Regions from separate parts of the Mus musculus genome. Here region 1 is linked to region 2. A link is a contact called in public HiChIP or PLAC-seq data. All regions are on one chromosome and are shown on one strand. The core of a region is the stretch at or near the end of the contact, and the rest is flanking DNA. Distances in the headings are between cores, read along the strand shown. Region 1 overlaps Camsap2 (calmodulin regulated spectrin-associated protein family, member 2). Region 2 holds the start of Inava (innate immunity activator).

Evidence for each region. HiChIP or PLAC-seq counts read pairs in DNA pulled down with a chosen protein or histone mark.
Region 1: an HNF4G HiChIP or PLAC-seq map of pancreatic cancer cells shows a contact between it and region 2. The contact joins the enhancer-like site here to the promoter of Inava in region 2. A contact is called at or near these places in 1 of 39 promoter capture datasets (pre-B cells), 3 of 484 Hi-C or Micro-C datasets (epidermal suprabasal cells, nephron progenitors and pre-B cells), 3 of 115 datasets of contacts at active chromatin or transcription factors (the SCID.adh cell line, embryonic stem cells and pancreatic cancer cells) and 2 of 9 other capture datasets (adipose tissue and pancreatic islet).

What each region holds. Positions count from the first base shown.
Region 1 is chr1:136,322,988-136,328,025 of GRCm38.p6, forward strand. Camsap2 (calmodulin regulated spectrin-associated protein family, member 2) reads right to left here. Exons shown (of 18, transcript NM_001347109.1): 2 at 1,750-2,009. Among named protein-coding and RNA genes, the nearest start is that of Camsap2, 21 kb to the right of the region's middle. Within about 2 kb of position 3,109, at least 82 of the 459 cell types and tissues checked have an H3K27ac peak or open chromatin away from gene starts, as enhancers often do. A contact at or near this core is called in adipose tissue, pancreatic cancer cells and pancreatic islet, where this site is marked.
Region 2 is chr1:136,231,812-136,237,035 of GRCm38.p6, forward strand. It overlaps Inava (innate immunity activator), which reads right to left and starts at 2,469. Exons shown (of 10, transcript NM_028872.3): 1 at 2,092-2,469. The coding sequence starts at 2,294. It also overlaps the pseudogene Gm3878.

The sequences.
Region 1 (5,038 bases), core at 1,859-4,358, 92 kb after region 2:
AAGATCAATCTGCTCAGCCAGCCTTATTTATTATACACTTAGTGACGTTACCTTGAGAAGCTGTTCTCAGTTCCTTAGAGGATTAAAGTGAGGGTTTTAAAGAGAGATAATAGCAGAAAGAGTGAGTGCAAAATCATTTCCAGATAGTACCAGCCTTGGTGACTGTGTTTCCTCTTCCTGAGTCTTAAAATACACCCTTCTACATAACATGTCCTTCAGCCCAAGACTACTATTCTCATGAAAAATAATTTACACAACACCGCTTTCTTCCTTTTATCATTGTGTATGTGTAGGTGTGTCCGCTTGTGTGCACACAGAGGCCACAGGATGGGTTGGGGCTCTGCTCCATCACTCTTACTCTTCCACACAGCCTTGCCCTGAGGTGGGAGCAAGGCTGGGGCCAATAATCCCAGAGCTGTGCTGGTCCCATACCCCAGGATGGTTAGGTTACGGGGTTACATGATCACACCTGGCTTGTCTGATGTTGGTGCTGGGGATTTGAACTCTTACCCACTGAGCCATTTCACAAGACCTGCTTTTTAGTAACATTCTTGATGATACATGTATTTTTGGAAAATGTACTTAGATTTAATAAATGTATTTAGATTTATGTCTTCAGATTACCTATGACTCCCTGCATACTTATCCCAGACCCACTTAGAATCCTTCTGTATGTATGTTGTACAAGAAATGAGTTAATGGTTGTTAAATAAGCTAAAATATCTAATGTGCAAGAGTTTTACCATGACTGAAACACATAAATGCTTATATTTGTCATTTTTTCCAATTTTCCCATTACAGTTTTTTTAATTTGCACTGGTGCATACCACATGTATGTCTGTGTGAGGGCGTGAGACCCCCTGGAACTAGAGCCACAGAAAGTTGTGAGCTGCCATGTGGGGGCTAGGGACCAAACCCGGGTCCTCTTGGATTTGGTTCCAGCCAGTGCTCTTATCCGCTGAGCCATCTCTCTAGCCCCTTCCCGTTACATGTTTAAATATTATTTTCGTGTGTGCATATGTATATATGCATAGGTGTACACACGTGGAAGCCAAAGTAGGGTGTTAGGCATCCACATCTAACACCCTCCGTCTTTGAGGCAGGGTGTCTCACTTAGCTCTGTTTTGGCTAGGCTATTAACCCAGCAAGCACCAGCAACCCTCCTGACTGTCCCCTCAATGACAGTCACAGGCCTGCAGAGGACGATGCCTGGCCTTTAACGTGGCTGCTGGAATCCAAACTCTGCTTCTCATGCTTGCTCAGAGCAAGTACTCACACGTATGGGCTATTTTCTCCAGCACCTTACATGTTAGTTTTATGTTGCTCTGGGAATGAAACCCAGGCAAGGCCTTTAAGTGCCAGGCAAACATTCTAATATTTAGCTATAGCCCCTCACCAATGCAGAAAAACTTACAAATCCAAATTCTTGCCTTACAAAAATAGTCAAGGATACATTTCCCATTTCTTACAGCTAATCTCTAAGACAAGAAAATTTTTAAATAAAGTAAAATTATTTCATAATAGTTTGAATTTATATAATTGTTTCTTCTAGGTATTAGATGGAAACAAATATTCCAAGATGGTTTGTCAAATCTTCCTTTACTTAGAAATAAATGGTGACTTTTAAACTCTAGGTGTAGATGCAGATGCCATAAAGTATCTCACACATTAGTTCCTTCCATTTTATAGTACAACTCACTCAAGTATGCATTTCAAATCTGAAATAACCTTAGGTATGCAAAGCCTTACCATCTGTATGGGTTTCTTGTGGAGATCTCTTTCAGTTACCAGTTTCTCCTGGTCAGTGACATACAGGCCTTTCTGTGCTAATGCCTGGATCACAGCATCATGGCCCAGGAGGGGCTTTGCAGCATCGCTCTTGAGGATGAGGCTTCCAGCGCGACAGTACAGCTCGGCCGACAGAAGCAGGTTAACGACAGGGGGTTTGATGTGCTCCTGGTCATACTGGTCTGTGTAAAATGGGTCGCCAAGCTCCTCGGGCACATTTTCTATAAAGGTTAAGAAAACAAGTTTTCATATTTTTGTAAAATTTCTATCTAAAAAACCCTATATCATTTAAAATATTACTACAGACCTTGAGATTCTAAAAATATCAATATTCCTTTAACAGGCAAGATGATACTTTTGTTTGTCTGTTTTTCTACCTAGGTTTAAGATATAAAAGGAAAGATACAAATTTCCTTTATAGAAGGTATGGCTGTGAGGTATACAACAGGAAAAGCGAACAAGGAGAAAGTCTTCAGAGTGTGGTGACCCATGAAGGCATGCCCCCTCCCCCCCCCCCCCCATTCAGTGTCTCAAGTAGGCTCTTAAACCTGCCAGTGACTAGCTACAGTCAGTCAGTCAGTCAGTCAGTCAGGAAAGGCACCTGCTCTATAAAGACCGCTTGCTGCCGATATCATCTGACAGGAGAAATCCTTTGCCCAAAGCTTTACAGCTACTGCATGAAAGAACTGAGGCTGCCTAATTAATCTGGTCCTTCTTCCTTAAGCCCCCTAGGCCCTGCACCAACCGGTCTCTGTCCCTTTCTGCTGCGACTACTGAAGTTACTGAGGGGAACTATTAATAATAATAGTTCATTTTAATCTAATAATAGTTACAACTATTATTTAGATAAGATCTTCTGTTTAAAACCTTTCAATCAATACTGATGACTATAAAAATTATAGATTGATGGAACATTACTTTACATGGATAAAGAAGTAAATTTGAAGCCCGTAGTGAGTACACAGAAGACATCATATTGCTAAAAACAATCAGAAAGCACCCAGGCAGACAGCAGAGATCAAGGTAAAAATCAGAGAGGATGAAATCGAGGTTAGACGTAAAGTGTAGTGGCTTGATTGAGAATGCCCTCCACAGATTCTGAACCCTTGGTCCCAGCTGGCGGCATGTTTAAACGCTACAGCCTTGTTGAAAGAAGTATGTCACTGGGACAGGCTTTAAGAAAAAAGGCCTCCCCTACATCCAGTTTGTTCTCTGCTTTGTGCTGGGGATTCAAGACTTGAGTGCTCAGCTTCCTGTCCCTACTGCCAAGCCTGCCTCTTGCTGCCGTGCCTCCCTGCCGTGATAAACTCTCACCCATCTGGAAACATTCCATGTTTTACTGCAGCAACAGAAAAGTAACCGGTAGTGTGAGTAGGAATGGGCCCTGTGTCTGGATGCTAGGCCACAGGGAGTGACGCTATTAGGAGGTGTCCTTGTTGAAGTAGAAGTTGCCTTGTTGAAGAAAGTGTGTCACTGTGGAGGTGGGTGAGGTCTCTATGTTCAGGCAACACCCAGTGTATAATACAGTCTCCTGCTGCTGCTGATCAAGACACAAACCTCAGCTCCTCCAGCAGCAGGCCTGCCTGCACACTGCCACTCTTCCTGCCACGATGATAAAGGACTGAACCTCTGAAACTCTAAGTCAGACCCAATTAAATATTTCCCTTTATAAGAGTTGCCATGGTCATGTTGTCTCTTCACAGCAATAAAACCTAAACTAGGACAGTAACCAATACAGAAAGCATGATAGTATAGTATAGAAAACTGAGAATCAGAAGCCGCACTGAAAGGGTAAGCTCAGTTTAGACATGTTACGTTTGAAACAACAGCAAAAATATCCAAATAGAAATACCCAGTGAGCAGCAGAAAATATAGGACTGAGAAAGAGGTCAGAGCAAATCTATAAATTTGAGATTTTGGAGACATCTAAAAATATCATCCACATTTGATAACTGAAAGCTCCTCCTTCCTAGCTGCACTGCTCACCCAAGAGTGAGGCAAACTTAAATTCAACATAGGGCTCAGTATTGTAAACTTCAGACCTCAGTAGTGGTACTACATTTTAGTATCAGAGTACCTAAACATAAGCTACTAACACAGCAGAAAAACTATTAAAGAAAAACTATTATTAAAAAAAAAGAAAAAAGAAAAACATACTAAAACTATTGTTATGAAATATATGGATGGATATTTTACTTCCTATAATAGCAGTAAAAATTACTAACATAGGTAATCTTGACATCTAAACACTGGCCAATGCAAAAACAAACAACAAACAACAGTGAGTGACCAGGACTGCAAGCTTATCTGGCTTACAATCCTAGGGTTCTGTGCTGTGATAGAAGGCCCAAAGGCAGTTTGGGGAGGAAAGGGTTTATTTCAGTCTTCATTTCCATACTACTGATCATCACTGAGGGAAATCATGGCAGGAACCTAGATGAAGGAACTGATGCACAGGCCATGGAGGAGTGCTGCCTACTAGCCTGCTCCTCACAGTTTGCCTAGCTTGCTTTCTTAGAGCACCTAGGACCATCAGCACATGGATAGTAGTGAGCTTGGCCTTCCTACATTAATCATCCAACAAGAAAATGCACCACAGACTTGCCAGGCCAATCTGGTGGAGGCATTTCTCAACTGAGGTTCCTGCTTCCCAAACTACTCTAGCTTGGTCAAGTTGACATAAATTAGCCGGGACACATATGTATCTATACATCCATGTAACGTTTACTTAATGGTTTCACATCTATTCATACATTTTCATACACAGTGAAAATCTTAGTGAAACAGATAAGTAGATAATGTACAGATTAAATAACAGAAGTAAATACTTACACTTACTAAGTACACGGTCTGTGTCAGGCATTGCTCTAAACATGAATCCTAACAACCTTTTTATATGTGTTTAACTGATAAACTTAAGAAGCTATCTTGCCCCAAGACATGCAGCTATAAATACAGAAATCTAGCTCTAAATAGGTAATAGGCTAAAAACTAGTAAGTTTTATAGTCCAGGGTGGCCTTGAAGTCAAGAGATCCCTGCTCTGCCTCCCAAGCACAGGGTCAAAGGTGTGCGCCGCCACACCTGCCTTCATTTGTAGCACTCTTTGGTTTACTCTAAACGCTTCCCTTTTCTTTGTACCAGAGCTGTTTTCAAGGGAGACTTTTACAACTGAGGTTTCTGGTATGCCTTAAAATAAACATAGCCACTAGGCCTTGCATCTTCCACCTTCCATCCTTTTGATCTTGGAAT
Region 2 (5,224 bases), core at 1,219-3,718:
ACACCCTCTTTCCAAACAATGCTAGCCCGAGTCTCACAGGCTGACCACCTCCTCCAAGCAGAGGCTGAGGGGCCCTCACCGGGGACACACCCTCCCCACTGTGGGGAGCATGTTTTCTGAACCTCCCAAAGAACCCACAGCCTTTCTTGCCCCCCCCCCAAGTCCTCCACAATACTGCAGTCCCCTCCCATCCCCCAACAGGTTTCCGTGTTCTTCCAGTGTCTGAAAGGGCTTGAGCTGCCTTGGCCCATCCCCCAGTTCCAACTGGGGGCTGTGGTGGAGTTTCTAGAATCAGCTCATAGCTCAGTTTTACATATATAAAACAAAGAGACCAATTACGAAGCCCAATCATGCTGAAATACAGTTCTGAAACCATAAGAACATATCATATATACTTCGTTATTAATATTAAACAGGACCCAGCAACCGGTCGTTTCAAACAACCCATGAATGAAACTCTTTACATATAACCGACTGCATGTGAAAGTCACAGGTACTGCTGCAGCAGCAGCAGCCTGGAGTGTAAGTTTTAGAGTCAACTGAGCACTCTGGCCTCAGGTAACCTCATCTGAATTCAGGGGCCAAAAGCAAACTCGGGTTAAGGCCTGTACACACCGGGACATACATTCTTTAAACTGTCTTCCAGGAAAAGCCTCCAGGCTCTCAATAATGATTCTCAGCGCTTGAAAACCAGCTTTTCAAGAACAGTCTTGAGCAGAAGCCAGGTCACTGATATCACAAACCCAAACCCCTCTAGCAGAACATAACACCCCCCCAATACACACACACACACACACACACACACACAGCCCACCCCAAGAAATAGGCAACCTGCAAAGAGGCAAGCCCCGGAGCCAATCAGCAGCTTCCTCACTCTTCGATGCCCACCTACCAGGGAGGAAGGCTTACCCTCCGGGCCTCCTGCAGGAGGCTGTGCAATGAAGCTTTTTTCTTCTTCTTCTTTTTTTTTTCCTCTCGTTTTGCAGAAACTCAGCACTGGCAGTGCCTTCCATTGAAGATGGGCATCAATCCGTTGCTCAGCAATAGATTTACAGACCAACCTGCTTGCACTGAACCAAGTCCAAACTCGGCATCCCCCCAATCCACTAGAATCTAGGGTTTGGAATTAGGCTGACCTAACTAACAGTCCTCCTGCCAAGATGGATGTTATCGGAAGACACCATCAAGGGATAGGTGGGCACTCTCCAGAGGAAGCTTAAAACTAACTTGGAACTCAGCACCCATTTTCCCTGATCCCAGGTCCCAGAGCCACTGGCTACGAGGACAGGCGAGGAAGTGAGATTTTCTAGCACCGGAATCCCATCTAGGTGGAAGACAAGCCCTTTCCACGACAGCCATCTCTTCAAAACCTTTCGTGTCCAAACTCTTTCACAGACCTGTAACCAAACATACTCCGCTCTCTCCGCTGCCCCCGAAGTTTCTGTGATACTTTAGGAGTCAAAGTTTTTAAAACCAAGTCCTTCAACCTGACCACATCACCCCAACAGCACCCAGCAAAGCACAACCACCAGCATTCCCACAATTACTTAGTGCATTAACAAATCAATGACCAGCCGCGGAGCTCGGGAAATAGTCGGGGACTCTCTGGGCAGGAGGGGTGGAAGAATATCTGTTTTCTTTCTCCACTCCTCTCTGGCCACTAGGAAAGGTATTCACCTCAACTAAGCCAGGGTGGAGAACTAGGGGTAACAGAAGATGCACCCTGAAATCAAACCTCTAAGGCTCTCTGTAAAAAGCCCCTTTGTCCTGTCCCCCCCAGCCCCTCCCCCACCGCGCCCTCTCCTTCTAGGCCGGCCTGGGACTCCGGCTCCTTTTGTTTGCCTGCTTTCTGCCTTCTCGGAACCTGGCCAGGAGAGCCACCGGCCGGGGGAGTGAGTCGAAGGAGAAAGGTTGGCCGTTGGAAACAGCTTTGGGGTAGAAATTCGGGAATGCTCGACCCCTTGGTAAAATTACCCCCTTTCCCTGCAAGACTGCCTCTGCAGAGGATGAAGACCGAGGTTCAGGAGCTCGATTTCCCCCCCCCCCCCCCCCCAGTTCTCCCGCGCTCCGTTCACTAAGTTTCCGCCTTACCTGTCCCACCGAGCTCTGGCGCCTCGCGCCTGCCCCCGCGCCCCCCGCGCCGGTCGCGCAGCTTCAGGACCTGTTGGTCCCGCCCATCTTCCCTCTCCCCAAGGCTCCCCCGGGCCTCCCCTCCCCGGAGGTATTTCATTTAACTTCGGCATTTGCAGCATCCCAAATGTTAAAGATCCCAAGACATCTGTCCCCTGGGGCATACCAAAGGCCCAGTGAAGAGAGGGGAAGATGCTAGAAGGGATTCGAGATTCTGAACCCAGAGACGGGGCGGGGCCTCACGTTGGGTTGGGGCAATGCCAGCCCAAGTGTGCATCCTGCGGCAGCAACAGCGCGAGGGGCGACGCTGCTCCCTGTCTCCCGCATTCACGCAGCCTCGTGGTGTGACACCCCCTACAAGGCCGGTTTCTGAAATCTGGGCGGGGCGAGGCTCGACTAGAGGTCCTAGGGGCCGCCTTTCATCCCCTCTCTCTGGCCCGGCTGGGGGCAGTTTTCATTCCGGAGACCCAAGCGTGGAAGAATGAAAGGAGACGGCACGCCCCTCCCCCTCCTCGCCTATCCTTTCTGGCGGCCGGGACTGCGGCGCGATCGAACCCTGGTCGCCTCCCCTCCGTAGTTCCCAGCCCTGTCCCTTTTGGGGGCAGCGGGCAGAACTCCGGCTTTGGCGGCAAGGCACACACTCCTGGGCAGCGCCTCCTGCTGCTTGCGACGAGCCCACGAAACCATCCATTCATTCAAACTCGCGCTTTCCCCTTTTTCCGTTGGTTCTGTTTACATTGGTACTGTCCTTGCCAGGGCCAAGCATGGCAGTTCAAAGTTCAGACTCCTTTACTAGGAGGGTTCTTAAGTCCAGATCAAGCTGGTATACGTTTGAAGACCAAAAACCAACGGATAGTGGAGGTTGAACCAGGCTGAGGGTCCCCAAAGCCTGGCCAGAGGAGTGTGCTCTCTAAAGAGGAACCTTTGACAGGCAGGATGTACAAGACATCTTGGCAAGGGAACACAGCAGGACCTACGAGCTGTAGGGGATTTAAGATAGAGGTGGGGAGGGGAAGTTACAAGACAGTTACAAGAGTAACTTGTGCACTGGAAGAAAGAACAATCAGACTTTTCTGAGTCTATTGTATACTGGTTCTGAATTGACACTGATCCCAAGAAACACTGTGGCCCTCCAGTTAAAGTAGGGGCTTATGGAGGACAGGTGATTAATGAAGATTTGGCTGATGTCCAACTCACAGTAGGTCCCCAAACTCATCCTGTGGTCATTTCCCCAGTTCCAGAAATGTATAATTGGGATAGATACACAATACTTAGAAGTTGGCAAAATTCTCACATGGGTTCCCTGACCTGTGGAGTGAGGGCTGTTATGATTTGAAAAGCTGAAATGGAAGCCTTTAGAGTTGCCTCTGCCTAAGAAAATAGTGAATCAAAAACAGTATCGTATCTCTGGAGGAACTCTAGAAATCAGTGCCACCATCAAGGACTTGAAAGAGGCAGGGGTGGTGGCTCCCACTGCATCTCCCATTAATTCTCCCATCTGGCCAGTGCATAAGACAGATGGGCTGTGGAGAATGACAGTTGACTATTGGAAACCAAATCAGTTAGCAACTCCAACTGCAGCGGCTGTACCAGACAGTGTACTTGCTTGAGCAAATTCAGATATTTTCTGGTACCTGGTATGCAGCTATTGATCTAGCAAATACCTTCTTCTTAGTACCTGTCCATACGGACCACTAGAAGCTATTTGATTTCAGTTGGCAAGGCCAGCAAGTTTTGCTTCAAGGATATATTAACTCTCTTGCCCTGTGTCATAACTTAGAAGGTATCTCGATCGTCCGTCTCTTCTACAAAATATCACACTAGTGCACTATATTGATGACTCTATGCTGATTGGAGCAGGAGGTAGCAACCGCTTTGGATTCATTGGCCACACATATGGATATCAGAAGATGGGAGATAAATCTGGCCAAAATTCTAGGATTGTTTACCTCGGTAAAATTCCTAGGAGTCCAGTGGCGTGGGGCATGCAGAGGTATTCCTTCTAAAGTGAAGTTATTGAACCTGGGCCCTCCCACCACCAAAAAAGAAGCACATTTAATGGGTCTATTTGGATTCTGGAGACAGCACCTTTCTCACTTGAATGCATCACACAGGCCCGTTTACCAAGTGATTTGCAAAGCTGCTAGCTTTGTGAGGGGCCTGGAACAGGAGAAGGCTCTTTAACAGATCCACGCTGTCCTATCACTTGGACTATATATATGATCCAGCAGATCCAATGATACTTGAGATGTGAGTGGGAGATAAAGATGCTATTTAGAGCCTTTGGCAGGCTCCTTTAAGTGAATCACAGAAGAGACCTTTGGGATTTTGAAGCAAGGTTCTACCAACATCTGCAGACAACTATTCTCCCTTTGAAAGATAGTTCTTGGCCTGCTATTGGGCCTTAGTGAAAACTGAATGTTTGACAATAGGCCACCAAGTTACCATGTGACCTGAACTGCCCATCATGAGCTGGGTGTTATCTGACATTCCAAGTCATAAAGTAGGACGTGCACAGCAGCATTCCATTATCAAACAGAAGTGGTATATACAAGATCGGAGCCCGAGCAGGTCCTGAAGGTACAAGCAAATTACGTGAAGAAGTTGTCCAAATACCTATGGTTCCTATTCCTGTTACAATGCCACGAGTGTATCGATAGCCTCATGGGGGGTTCCCTATGATCGGCTGACTGAGGAAGAGAAGACTAGGGCCTGGTTTACTTTACTGATGGCTCTGCGCGTTATGCAGGTACCACCCAGAAGTGGACAGCTGCAGAATTACAGCCCCTTTCTGGGACAACCCTGAAAGATACTGGTGAAGATAAATCTTCACAGTGGGCAGAACATAGGGCAGTACACATGGTATTACAGTTTGTTTGGAAGAAGAAATGACCAGATATACCATTGTTCAATGACTCATGGGCTGTAGCCAAATGGACTGATTAATTGGATGGTCAGGAACTTGGAAAGATCACCATTGGAAAATTGGTAAGAAAGATATCTGGGGAAGAAGTATGTGGATAAATCTCTCCAAATGAGCAAAGGATGTGAAGATATTTGTGTCCCATGTATTCTCATCAAAAAGTGGCTTCAG